Regions from separate parts of the Mus musculus genome. Here region 2 is linked to region 1. Evidence: chromatin contacts called from public promoter capture Hi-C data. All regions are on one chromosome and are shown on one strand. The core of a region is the stretch at or near the end of the contact, and the rest is flanking DNA. Distances in the headings are between cores, read along the strand shown.

Region 1 (6,872 bases), core at 4,129-6,628:
TGTCAGGCTCTGTGGGAAGGGTGTCTGCCTGTTCCCATGACGAGGCCTTCATTTTGTCTCAGCTCCTATGAGACCCAAGTATTAGCAAAACTGGTTTGCTTCTGTTCTTCTGGTACAAAGAACTCATGAAATGGGCCGTTTCCCTTTTTTGCTTACCTAGTAGGGGCCTACCTCTGAACTAAGGAAGACCCTTCACACAGGTATCTGAAGTCTAGAATGGATTTCTTAGCTGTGTTCATACCTTCTTGGTCTCCCACAACATTTATTTATTCATTGATTGTGGATGTATCAAAAATGAAGTAAACTATGAAATTTTCTTCATAACTGTCCTTTAAAAAACGACAGGCTCTTAGCTCTTGCCTCTCTCTTACTCTTGCCCCCCCCCCTTGCTCCCCATTCCCCTCCCCCTCTCTCCTTCTCTCTGCCTTTCTCTGCCTCTGCTACCCTCTTAACTCCCGTCCCCATGCCCTAGATAAACTATTCTATACTTTTAAAAAATTACAGAAAATGACTTATTTGAATTCCTGAACACAGCCATTTAGATACCTGTTTCTCCTTGAATCTTTTTTTTAAAATTAAAAACAGTTTAAATCTTTACTGAATTCTTTAGAGATACCTGGCTGTTCTGGAGCTCTGAATTTAGCCCAGGCTGGCCTCAAACACAGACTCTCCTGCTTTTGCTTCTGAGTGCTGAGGTGGAATTCTTTAAGGGAATCCAGAGCCATTCCTTCATAAGCTTGATTATCTTTATTTTTTATCCTCGGCCATGGCAAAGTTGCATAATTATCAGGGACATGGTCTCCATTCAGGCACTGTGGCCAGTTTTGTGTCTTTATGAATAATTGTAGACTCTGGAGGGAGGCATTTTCTGGGTCTGGAGCGGGCAGGACAGGTTCTCCAAAGCTCCCCTCCTTCTCTGCAACCTTGCTCATCATTTCTTGCTAGCCTTATCTTTTCTCTTCAGGCAGCATCTGTACAGAACTATTTTTAGTCTAAAGGCAAAATTCATGTTTGAAAGAGTCTAGGAGAGAGAACTGAGACATTTATTGCTTAGCATGCAATTGCAGTTGCTTTTTCTAGGATGTAGATCTTTTAGCTGTCCAGTTAGCATCGTTATTTAACAAGGAAAATTGAGAAAACATGCTCCAGAATATTTAGTTGATAAAATTTGGGGATTAATTGTATCAAGTAATCATAATAAGATTTTGATGGTATTTTATTAGTGAGCAATCTAGCCTCAACCTAATATTAATATGCATGCACACATACATACAAACATGTTATTTTTTAGATAAAATCTCATTATGTGTGTAGCGCAGACTGTCTTGGAACTCTGTAGTTAGCAGAGAGCCCCCTCCCCCTTTTTGAGACAGGATCTCACTCTACAGTAGTGATGGCTGGCCCTGAATGCTTTATGCAGATCATGCTGGCCTCAACTTACAGAAATCTTCCTGCTTCTGCCTCCTGAGTGCTGGCATTAAAGGTGTGCACCACCATCCCTGGCTTTCTTTTTAAATGTTGGATGTCTTCCTCTATTGCTCTCCACTGTAATTTTTGAGATAGGATTTGTCACTGGCTATATGGGCTGCCAAGTAATATACCCACCTTCTCAGAGATAGGATTCCAGACGGGCACCCACTGTAGCCAGCCTTGTTTTCTTGAGTGCTGGGGATCTGAACTCAGATTCTCGTGCTTGTGAGGTGAGTACTATACCCACTGCACCATCGCTCCATCCCCGATTTCATTTAAAAAAAAAAAAATATTGGGACAAGGTTTCACTTAGTTTCCCAGGCTGGCTTTGAATTTTGGTCCTTTTACCTTAGCCTCAATAGAGCTGGAATTTCAGGTATGTCTGCGTGCTTGGCAGAATTTAGGATGTGAATGGAGACTGTTCCAGGATGGTGCAGTCTTAACTATAGTTTGATAAAATAGTCTTTTAAAGAAGCTGTTATTGTGATTACCTTTGAGAAGTTGAATGTCATTGTAAAAGAGAAAATAAAAATAGCAGCTAATGTATTGTAAGCGTAAATGCTGGTGTCTTCCAAGTAGTTCGCACTTAGCTCCTGACTCATAGTTACTGGAAGAGAGGTAGATCGGTGCCCTACTTTTTGCAGATGGAAAAACTGCAGAGCAAAGCGGACGCTTTTTGTTCAAGGTCAGTAGAACTGGTGAACAGTCAGGCTGAGAGTCCACCCAGATAGTCCTGAGTCCAGGGCTCATTTGTTCTGGGCGGTATCTTAGTCAGCCCCGGGGCTATTCATGAATGGTGGAGGTCTCTCTTGCAGTTCTTCAGTAGGTCAGAAACAGTTTTCCTCCAGCAAATAGACTGCCAGCATTTGAAATCTGGTAGTTGGGATGGGCTTCTTACTTTTTTTTTTTTTCCCCAAGCAAGTGCGGTTTATAATATCATCAAACTGGAAATGCAGCAGGGAAGTCTGTGCCTCATTAGATTTAACAGCATCCTCACTCCTGTGCAGGAGGGGCACAGTGGAAGCTAACATAGGAGGCCTCGGCTTCCTGGCATGTACGTCAGCTCTTCTGAGACTCTGGAATTCTAATCAGGGATCACTATTCTCCCTTCTTAGCATGAAAGTCTTGATATTTATTTAAGAAACCTTTCTCTGCTGAGATGATAGGAAAATGAATTAAACCACTGAAGATAAAACTTTATCTTTGACTGGGCACGGGAACTCCTAAAGGATAGTATTAATGTTTCTCATTAAAAGTGGTAAAGCTCAATTAGGTCAGATTATGAGGACTTTGGAAAGTCAAATATTCTGAGAGACTTCAGTTATCACACTTTGTAGCAGTAAGATTCCATTTGCACATCTGGGCTTTAGCATTTTTATAAAGTCAGTTTAGTTCAATTTTAAGCAGATTCCTTAGTATTTCACTTTGTTGAGAGTATCATCCTAAAATTTATTGAAGGTCAAATCTTTGTGTATTTCCAGTGCACTGTAAAGTAGGGGAACTCCAGATATATTATGTAGCCCAGGCTGGCCTAATTCTTCTGCCTCAGCCTCCCAAGTGCTAAGATCATGTGACACTGTCATGCCCCCCCCCCCCCCCCCCCCGAAATGTGTTTGGGCACTGTGGGCAGGGCGGTGTGACCTTGTGAAGGATTCCTGTGCAGAGAGACAGTCCCACCGGGCATGGTGGCCACGCCTTTAATCCCAGCACTGGGAAGGCAGAGGCAGGTGGATTTCTGAATTTGAGGCCAGCCTGGTCTACAGAGTGAGTTCCAGGACAGCCAGGGCTACACAGAGAAAACTTGTCTCAAAAAAAGAAAGAAAGAAAGAAAGAAAGAAAGAAAGAAAGAAAGAAAGAAAGAAAGAAAGAGAAAAGAAAAGAGACACAGTCCCATCCTATGTCAGATTCAGTCACCAGACCACAGATTTTACATTTTACATTGTTTTTGCTGCTTTCTTTTCTCTAACCCCTTATCCCTCATCTTGCCTCTGGGAATTTTTTAGTTGGTACTTTGTGAAGGGTCTCAATTAGAGTCCCAGTCAGTGTCTTTTTATGTTGACTTCAGTTCATGTGCTTTGTATCAAAGACTCGTTGTTCTCAAAGAATATTTAGCTATATGTATCCAACTGGAAGTTGAATATACAGCCTTAAATATTATGAAATATGCTTTTCAAAATTCTCTGAATTTTGGCATTGACATGGATAAAAAGTCGGTTTTAGAATGGTGAAACCTATTACAGTGTAAAAGATCAGGTGGATCAATGCTCACAGTTCCAAGGTCAGGGAAGCAAGCTTGTGGATCCTGTTGTTCCTGTAATTAAGCTCGAGAAGTTCTTTAGAAGGGTGCAGTGCGCCAGGGCAGCCTTTGCCGTTGGGCAGTACCGGTCCAGTCACCGCGGAGCTCTTGGACTTCTCCAGCTAGGCAGCCAGGTCAAGCGGAAGATGAAGTGAGTGACTGGGTCTTTCTATTGCACTTGAAGCATGGCAGCTTGTTCTACTTTTGAACTGTTATCAAGATAGAACTTGTCTAGGCTTCTTGAAGTAGCTTCTGGAGAGCAACAGCGTCGTGTCGGAAGGTTTGATTGTAGAGGGCGTGGTGGACATTCCTGTAACTCTTTAGATCTTAGGTGTGCTTGATGTTTTTGATGCCTTTCCCACAACACTAATCCTGTCCTGAGGAGCACCAACTTTGAGGAATTGATACTTGTACTCTCTGTACCTACATGACTTTATAACTGCGCGCGTGTGTGTTGCTGGGAATAGAATAGAAGACCTTATGCTCATTAGGCAAAAACTCCTACGGAGCCTTGTTCCTACGCTGTGATACTTTTAGTACCAAGAAAGTCAGTATTTTTAGCTTTGAGGTTATTTTAACAGTTATGTGTTGTTTGCTGATTTATTCTGATTTTATCTTGAATGGCAAAGATTTTATTTTTATTTTTTTCCTCCAGACTTCAGCAGATGATACACTTTAAATGTTCTCAAAATGGAAGTCTGAGTTGTTGTGTTTTTTTTTTAAATCTATTTTATCTTTGTATGTTATCACTAACACATGGGAGATATAATTGTTTTTATCATTGAGATGACAATTTTGCTTGTAAAAATCCATGATTTTGTTGTGTTTCTATGCTTCATTTTTTAAGTCTTGAACATTAAACTAGAGTAGATTTGGTAAAATTGTTTTCCAGTCACACCAAGATTTAAAATAGGAATCTGAAATCTTCTCGGGCCTTTCATCTCTCCTATCCATTAATATTTCACATAAACAGCAATTAGCTTACCAGATAAGAGTTAGCAAATGAGCCAGCCATGTAATCTGCTGATGGCACTCTGTCTGCAAGACCGGGAGGAAAGTGCGTGCGTGTTTGCATGTGGGTGCTCTTGCTGCTTCCAGGCAGTGGCAGGAAGTTGGTCCATGTGCCTCAGAGGAAGGGGTGGCCTTGCCGTGCACTGATGCTTCTGCGTGGGTAGGAAACACTTTGCTGCGAAGTTGCCAGGACTGGGAAACTGCCTATTGTTGTTGATCTTTATAAAAGTAAACATCGTAATTAGTAGGCTGTGATGTAGTGCACAGCGTACATTGTATTTTGTTTATGAAAGGTTATGTTTTTGAGAGTGTGGAATGAGACAGAAAGAAGTATTAGATGAAACAACGTTGGATTAAACCGAAGCTGGTCTCTACAGAGGTCAGGGCAAACCCTGATCAGTGCTCCGAGGGGATCCAGGAGGGAACTGTGTTAATTTGACAAGTGGGTTTAAAATTCTTGAGCTGCTATTCTTCAGAAACCATCTTTGTTCAAACATCCCTTTCCTAATTTGCTCCACTTTTGATCTTTGATAAACCAGCTGCAGTATTGTTTCATTAACAGACTTGACTGGTTAACAGATGTTTGCTTTGGCTTGATTGTGTCCTCCCTATTAAGAACAGCATAGGCACTCATAGAAACCATGCTGGGCCTTTTCCTGTCTAGCTAGACTGGCAGTTCAAAAGAGCAACCTAATTTCATTTACAAGTTCAGTTTTTATTCCTTGGTGCTATTCTGGAAGGCATGTGACATTTAGCTGGTGTTCTCCCTCCTCGGGGAGGCCTGCTGTTAGTCCTCCTTGCTGCTGCTCCTCTGCTCTGCAGCCCTTCACTTGGGGTTAAGCATTCTTAGCATTCAGGAAAGGAGGGATTGCGGAAGGGCTGATTGAGACATCATGGATTCTTCCACAATTCAAGGGAAGGAGTGGGAACAGTCTGGAGAATGTAGAGAATCTCTCCCACCTTCTTTGATGTCAGACAGCTGCCATATGGAGTGCAGGGAGAAGGAGGAGAGCCTGGGTCCAGGCTGCCTGTGATCTTCCCAGTACTAGGGCTGGGAGCCAAAGGCGGTGTGGTTTCTGTAGTAGCTCCTGATGCCACCAGTCCTGTTTTTTGTCCAGTTTCCTGCCGTGCTTGTGACTCTCTCTCCAGGCATAAATAGAAAGGATGAAGCTCAAAATAAGAATGTAAAGATTATATGGAACAAGAGAAATGGCAGAAGAGAAGAAGGCACAAACTAATCCCTGTAATAAGGTCGTCAAAGATGACTCTGTCCTCATGGTTGACCTGTTTTTCTGGAATTTTAGTCATGTGTTTCTCTCTTATAACAAAATCAGATTTTAGCTATTGAGCTTGAATTGTGAGTAAACCCGCAGCAAATAGTATGTGCTTGTGGAAGTGTGGAGGCCAGCTGAAGAACACCAGCTGTTCATTGCACCCTGGGCAGTATGTAAGGGACCTGGGAAGAAAGGTGGGTAGTGGAGGGATCCAGGGCACGCCTTCTTCCTTACCTTTGTAATTTAAAAAGTTGTACTGTCTGAATGATACATGCCACATTCTTTCAACAACTGTTAGTACTATACCTTTTCTTTCTCTTCTAGAAAGAAAGAGAAAATGAATAAATGAATGTGTATATGTATAATTTTTGAGCTTAGTTTGGTAGCTCAAACCCTTAATTTCTGGTACTTGGGAGGCAGAGGAGGGTGGATCTGCCTTCAAGGCCAGCCTGATTTACAGACATGAGTTCAGGACTGCAGAGTTTTATAGAGAAAGACTCTGTTTTAAGACAAAACAATAACAAAGAAGTCAAACAGAAGATAAGTTTGGATGAATTATTGGAATATAAATGGCAGACATCATTATGTTACATTCTTAAATATTTAGCGAGGAATGAAAACGACCTCCTGGGCTGGAGAGATGGCTCAGTGGTTAAGAGCACCGACTGCTCTTCCAGAGGTCCTGAGTTCAAATCCCAGCAACCACATGGTGGCTCACAACCATCTGTAACAAGATCTGACTCCCTCTTCTGGAGTGTCTGAAGACAGCTACAGTGTACTTATATATATTAAATAAATAAATCTTTAAAAAAAAAAGAAAA
Region 2 (6,470 bases), core at 840-3,339, 270 kb after region 1:
TCAGATCTCTGTTACAGGTGGTTGTGAGCCACCATGTGGTTGCTGGGATTTGAACTTCGGACCTTTGGAAGAGCAGTCGGGTGCTCTTACCCCCTGAGCCATCTCACCAGCCCATGGTCTTCATTTTTATATAGACTCTAATCTCCCCCAATTGTTTCTGTACATGGTCTGAAGTGAGGGTAAAAACATTTTCCCCCAATAGTATGCTAACTGATTAGGAAATTCAAACGAAACTGTAAACAAACTGTAATGAAGTTGTGTTTCCCCTCTGAAAGTTTGACAGTTTTAGTCTCGATGACTAACAAAAGAAAGGGCACATAAATTTAATAATACTCCAGAGCTATGTACAAAGTTAGGAGCCTCTGCCAACATGTTGACATAAACTTCATGTCTTTCCTATGTAAAGGAACAATGCGTGGGGCTTTTGAAGTGGTAATACCAACCTTGGCAAGATCAGGAAAGGAACTGCTTGGTCACTAGTGACAGTGTTATTGTCCTGACAAGATTTTCCAGGTAGCAGCATGTGGACACATGGGCCGTCTGTGCCTGGACTGGAAGGTGTCAGACCCACAATGTCTGCCTTCTGCACAAGGTCTTTCCTAGGCAGATCTGGAGGTTCCCCACACTTTTGTGTTTGCATCTGCTGCTTAAACTAATATAGATAGATACTGCTTTTTATTCAAGGAGAATTGTTTTGTTTTGTTTTTGTTTGTTTGTTTTGTTTGAGACAGGGTTTCTCTGTGTAGCCCTGGCTGTCCTGGAACTCGCTCTGTAGACCAGGCTGGCCTTCAACTCAGAAATCTGCCTGCCTCTGCCTCCCAAGTGCTGGGATTAAAGGCGTGCGCCACCACTGCCCGGCTTCAAGGAGAGATTTTTAAACCTATTACCCAGTGCAGTTTTATGAATAACCAGATCCAGATCTGAAAGGAATGTATTTGAGGTGGAACATTTTGCTTTCCTGTTATATGGATAAGAATTTCCTGATAAACCTAAGGAGGTTTATCAGAATAGCCACTTAAGAGAAAGCTGGATCTTTGTGCAAAGAAACTTATCTTATGCTATTAGAACAAATTAGATGTCACGCTTCTGTTTGGACAGCTTTCTTTCAGTCTCCAGTGACTTTTTATTAATTAGTTAACGTATGGATATTTCCATCTAAATCTGCCCTAAATGCTGCTAATTGTTTTAAAGTATAATGTAACCTGCCTATTGACCTACATTATTTATAGCAATCATAAAAAGTAGAGCATTATGGGATAAAAGCCAGATGTCAAATCCCTTACATTGAGACCATCCAGAGGCATTTCATTGTGATAAATTAATGGCTTAAAATCATGGAACCAAGACAGAACTAAGAACATGCCTATTTTTAAAACTTAGCAACACAAAGCTAATTTGCATATTGTATCTAGACAGCTTCCTATTCATTCTTTTCTATTTCAGTTCTGTTTCTAGAAGGATGTATGAGAAATGCAGAGTGGGAAAAAATGAAAAGGCTTGAATTACTGAGTGGTAATTATTTGGGACTAGCATTACTTGTTTGTCCCCTGTTAAGATACTATCCAGCCCAGTGGTGGTGGTGCACACCTTTAATCCCAGAACTCAGAGGCAGAGGCAAACATATCTCTTGTGTTTGAGGTCAGCCTGGTCTACAGAGCAAGTTCCAGGACAGCTAGAGCTACACAGAGAAACCCTGTCTCAAAATATCTCTCCTTTTTAACCGCTCCCCCACCCCCCCCTCACCCCCCCTCACCCCTCACCCCCCCCACACACACAAATGTTCTGGTATGATTGACTTATGAAACATCTGTAACCCTCTGGTCTTCCTCTTCTATCCTACCTGAGACTTGCATCTCAAAGCCAGATTGTGGTCCTCCATGGCTGCTGGAGCGTCAGTTGCTATGTTTGGGTAGTCAGTAGAAGGCAAATGGGGTGGTAGAAAAGAGCTCCTCTAGTAGCCATCCTATAGAGCTTTCACATTTTTGCGTACAACTTATTGTACAGAACATGGCTCCCTGTAGCTATAGGGAAGGCCTGGAGGGCTAAGATCTGGTTGAGTTCATGGCCTCGCCAGTGTCTGAGTTTCTGTGACAGTGAGGACAGGGAGAATAGTTAATAAATGACAGCCTGGAAGTTACAGCATAGTTCATTTCCTTGCTGCTTCTTTTTAATATTTTTCTTTTTTTAAAGAACGTTAGAGCTTATTAAAATATTTTAATAGAGATTTAAACACGGACATTATGGGAGAAAAGTAAGTAAATAAAGCAAAATGTAGTTGTTAGGGACTGGAAGTTGTTGCACAAACTACTCAGACACGGACGTCTGTCAAACAGGGCTGGTTTATTGAACACACACCCTAAGACTGAACCATCAGGGACACAGTACAGACTCAGAAGCTGAACTGTGGTGCCCAGCTAGACTCCTATAGAGCTTTTAAGCCTGAGATACGAACATCTGTGCTAAGTTATTCTGCCAGTCAGGATTGAGGGATAGGGACTTCCATAGGAACAACGTCTTTGTAGTACACTTATCCTGTCCTCATTGGTTGGGGTGTCCACTGTGGCAGGGGACTTGCCTTGTCTAGGATTCATTCAACCTCCTACTCAAAATGGAAGTTTTACTCCAAATGGTTTCTTGTATTGGTGCAGGTGTCGTTCTTATGTTGGGGTCCATCCCAGGGTTAGCTTATAAAGGCAAGAAACAAAACAGTTCATACCTAGATGCAGTAAGTGTTGCCGGGTTGTTGGTTCGGGTCCAAGCTTATTGTGACTAAGTAAACAAGGGAGTTCTAACTGGTCTCTATTGTGATTAGGTTCCAGGAGCATCAAAGCGCAGAAGGTAACAGAATATGTAGTCAGTTCAGGAATGAGAAAGGGTCCTAGTAACAGCACATGACAAAGTTTCCTTACAACAGTAACAGCACAAAATGGCTGCTATACAGACAACCTAGGCCTTAACATTTTACCTAGGTCTTAACACTGGGGATGTTCTTAATTTACAGTGACTATGTGAGGCAGGGTTTTTCTGAGTAGCTGTGACTGTTTTGGAACTTGCTCTATATATCTGATTGGCTTTGAACTCAGAGATCTGTGACTGCCTCTGCCGCCCAAGTGCTTGGATTAAAGGGGTACACCACCACTGCCTGGCTGCTTGTTGGTTTAAGATAAAATTTCACATAACCTGGGCTGTCCTCTGTGACCAAGACTAGCCTTGGACTCCTGCTCCTCTGCATCTGACTCTGAACATGTGAAGCCTTGAGATTCTGAACATGTGCCGTCATTCTTGGCATTGACTTTGCACTTTTTGCTTTTGTTATTATCTTGAGATGCGGTCTCTCTGTGCAACCCTGGTTGCCCTGGTTGTCGATATGTAGACCAGGCTGACCTCAAGCTCACAAAGATAGATATACTGGCCTCTGCCTCTGAGGTGTTGGTATATGAACATACGCTGTACGCCTGCCTTGACCTTTTTACTTTAAAGGAACTACTGTAAAGGAGTTTGAATTAGGATGATTTCATTTAATTAGCATTTTCTAAGTACAGTCAAGCTCTGGTAATTCTCTGGGCCCACCTTGAATTAGCTGAGTTAGACCAGTTGCCTTTACCTGGATGCTCTTATTTCTGAATCATGAATTGCCTGAAATGGATTTGGGCAAGCTCTGAGCCTCAGTAAGCATTTGAAGAACTAACTCACAGCGTTCTTTGTAGATATATGGAAGTGTGTGGGAGAAACTACGACGGGCATTTGCCATCTGGAGCGGCTTTGGAATGACTCTGACTGGCGTCCACACTTGTGGAGACTACATGTTCAGTGGCCACACAGTTGTTCTAACCATGCTGAATTTCTTTGTCACAGAGTGTAAGTATATCTTTAATGCTCCTATGCATATTAGATAGCTTGTTGCAGAGAAGGAACTAGGGAGGAAGTGAGAAAGAATAGGCGGCTGGGGTGGAATGCAACTCAGTCTGGAGTGCTTGCCTGCCACATGTGAAGCCCCAGGTTTGATCCCCAGCACCACATAAAGCTAGGTGTGACGGCAGATGCCTGTAGATCCTAGTTCAAGTTCATCCTCAGCTACACATCCAGGTCAGCAGCCTGGGCCACATGAGACAGAGCTGAAATAAAGGGTGTGGGGCAGAGGTTAGGGGAGCAGAAGCTTAGAGCCTACCCTGAGAAACGTGGCTAAGAAGCTTGGCAGGAATGTGTTATTAAATAAATGGTCCTTCTGTCCTTTTCCTAGATACACCAAGAAGCTGGAATTTCTTGCACACTCTATCCTGGGTTCTCAACCTCTTTGGAATCTTCTTCATCTTGGCTGCCCATGAACATTATTCCATTGATGTGTTTATTGCCTTTTATATCACAACAAGACTCTTTTTGTACTACCATACTCTGGCTAACACCAGAGCGTATCATCAGAGTAGGAGAGCGAGGATTTGGTTCCCTATGTTTTCTTTCTTTGAATGCAATGTTAATGGCACAGTACCTAATGAATATTGTTGGCCATTTTCTAAACCAGCAATAATGAAAAGACTAATTGGATGAAGACTCTCTCTCTGTAATGAGTTTGTTGTTAAATATACAGTAGTTATGGAATGAAAATGAATACTTTGTCCCAGGCTCCTGGATACGTTGCATTTGGCTTCTGTGTTGACAGGTTTCCCGTTCTGAGAAAGGCCGTGACTGTAAAACTCAAGAAAGAACACACAAGACTCCTTATTAGCTGTTTGAATGGAGAGGTCATGGAAAGAGTTTCCGCCCCTCACTGTAGGAAGACCCAGCGTGGGGTGATGTCAGGCCGATACCTGTGCATGCTGAGTGTTTGCTTACGGAACTCAAGCACATCAGCTTGGGCTGGTTGAAGAATTGTTACTGATTCCCAGTAGGACTCAAGTCAAGAATATTTCTGAAGCTGGCTTTCCTTACCTAGTGAGCCGTTCTCATGTGTTCATTGAACTAATCTGTGTCTGTCTGCAAAGTGAGTGTCTTACTGGTAAATATGTTTTACCTTTTGAGCCATTTGAAAGAAAAACACATTGAACACAGCAGAAACAAAAGAATGCGGGGGGCACCGTGTGAGGTGACACGCTCGCTGATCAGGTGTCGCCGGCCTCCCACTAATGCAGGGGTCAGCATTTCAGAGCAGGTGCAGCGTCAGTTGCTGTCCCTTTCTGTTCGGAAGCTTCAGTGTGAACAACAGAAAGGGCTCCTGAGGGGAGGTGGCTGTGTTCCTGTAGTGCTGTAAGTCCCCGGACTAAATACTTGTTGTAACTGTTAGTTAGGCAGATGACAGCCCAATATACTGCTTTTTAATAATGTGACTTAAGTGAACACATGAGTGTTTTACCAGATGTTAGAGTTCTTACATCAGTGAGTGAGTAAATGTGCATGCAGAGAATTCTTTTCTTCTGGAAAAAAACAAAACAGAACAGAACAAGCTGTAGGCGCAGTGCTAATTCTCGGGGTGGGGGTGGGGGTGGGGTCCTCTTTTTGTTGTTGTTTTTCCCTGAAAGTTCTCATTCCCGACCATGGAAAGTACACAGTCTGAGACATGGGTGGATAGAAAAAGGCTTCTTACTTTTTATTTTAAAAAAATTATATACATATGTTCTTTCTAGAGTCTTAATTTGGCAGTTAAGAACTAAATACTTTAGCTGCTGTTTACCTTCAGTAATTACTGTCACCTCTCCGATACCATTTGTCACTTTATTTTCTATTGGTTGTACATAACAGTTTTAACCTGGTTGTAGAATTGGAATACTAATTGTATAGTCTTTACGTTCCATTTTCAAACAAGGACTCAAGAGCTGCAGGCAGGCGCACTGCAGTCTCACGCAGGCCACAGCCGGCGTTTATTCCTCTGTCTCGGCGGCTGAATGGTCATTTTTGCAGTTGGAGTCATAGTCCCACCTCTTGGAAGCCACTGAGTGGATTAGGCAGGAAGGGGGTTTGTCTAATAGACAAACGGGCCTCCCCCGTGCTGAGAACCCCTGCTCTGAGGAGGCTGGAGACAGCGCTCATTTCTCACCTGAGAGATGAGGTAAAGCAATCAAAATCAAGTTCAATTATGTTTTTAAATCTTGTACTTCAAAATCCTTGCAGTATTTTAAATTATTGATTCTATTACAAGCCAGGATCAAAAACGCCAATATCTTATCTAAAGAAACGTCCTAATCCTGGAGAAAAGGTTTGCTATGCTTGTTTGAGTAGCTTGACTTAGGGCCAAGGGATATATTACTGCCACCCCCTCTTATTACTCCCCTGCCCCCCACAGAGCAGGATCCAATTTACCTGGGGGGAGGGGGAGAGACAGTGTTGGCTTTTGGGAAAATGTTCCAAAAATGCGTGTCTACATTAGTTTTAAGATGCTAACTATATTAATGGTAAATATCTTAACATCAGGCTTCTCTCCTCCATATGGGTTCTATCATAGAACACAATAGGAAACAGGTGCAGCTGGCGTTGCCCTT

The links. Capture Hi-C pulls out chosen DNA fragments and counts their contacts.
Region 2: a promoter capture Hi-C map of liver shows a contact between it and region 1. The contact joins two enhancer-like sites. A contact is called at or near these places in 1 of 484 Hi-C or Micro-C datasets (granulocyte-monocyte progenitors) and 1 of 9 other capture datasets (liver).

The regions. Positions count from the first base shown.
Region 1 is chr14:21,518,558-21,525,429 of GRCm38.p6, forward strand. All of the region lies in intron 2 of Kat6b (K(lysine) acetyltransferase 6B), which reads left to right. Among named protein-coding and RNA genes, the nearest start is that of Kat6b, 22 kb to the left of the region's middle. Within about 2 kb of position 5,379, at least 137 of the 459 cell types and tissues checked have an H3K27ac peak or open chromatin away from gene starts, as enhancers often do. A contact at or near this core is called in liver, where this site is marked.
Region 2 is chr14:21,788,697-21,795,166 of GRCm38.p6, forward strand. Samd8 (sterile alpha motif domain containing 8) reads left to right here. Exons shown (of 6, transcript NM_026283.3): 5 at 3,708-3,858; 6 at 4,241-6,470. The coding sequence ends at 4,545. Among named protein-coding and RNA genes, the nearest start is that of Gm23502, 21 kb to the right of the region's middle. Within about 2 kb of position 2,090, at least 11 of the 459 cell types and tissues checked have an H3K27ac peak or open chromatin away from gene starts, as enhancers often do. A contact at or near this core is called in liver, where this site is marked.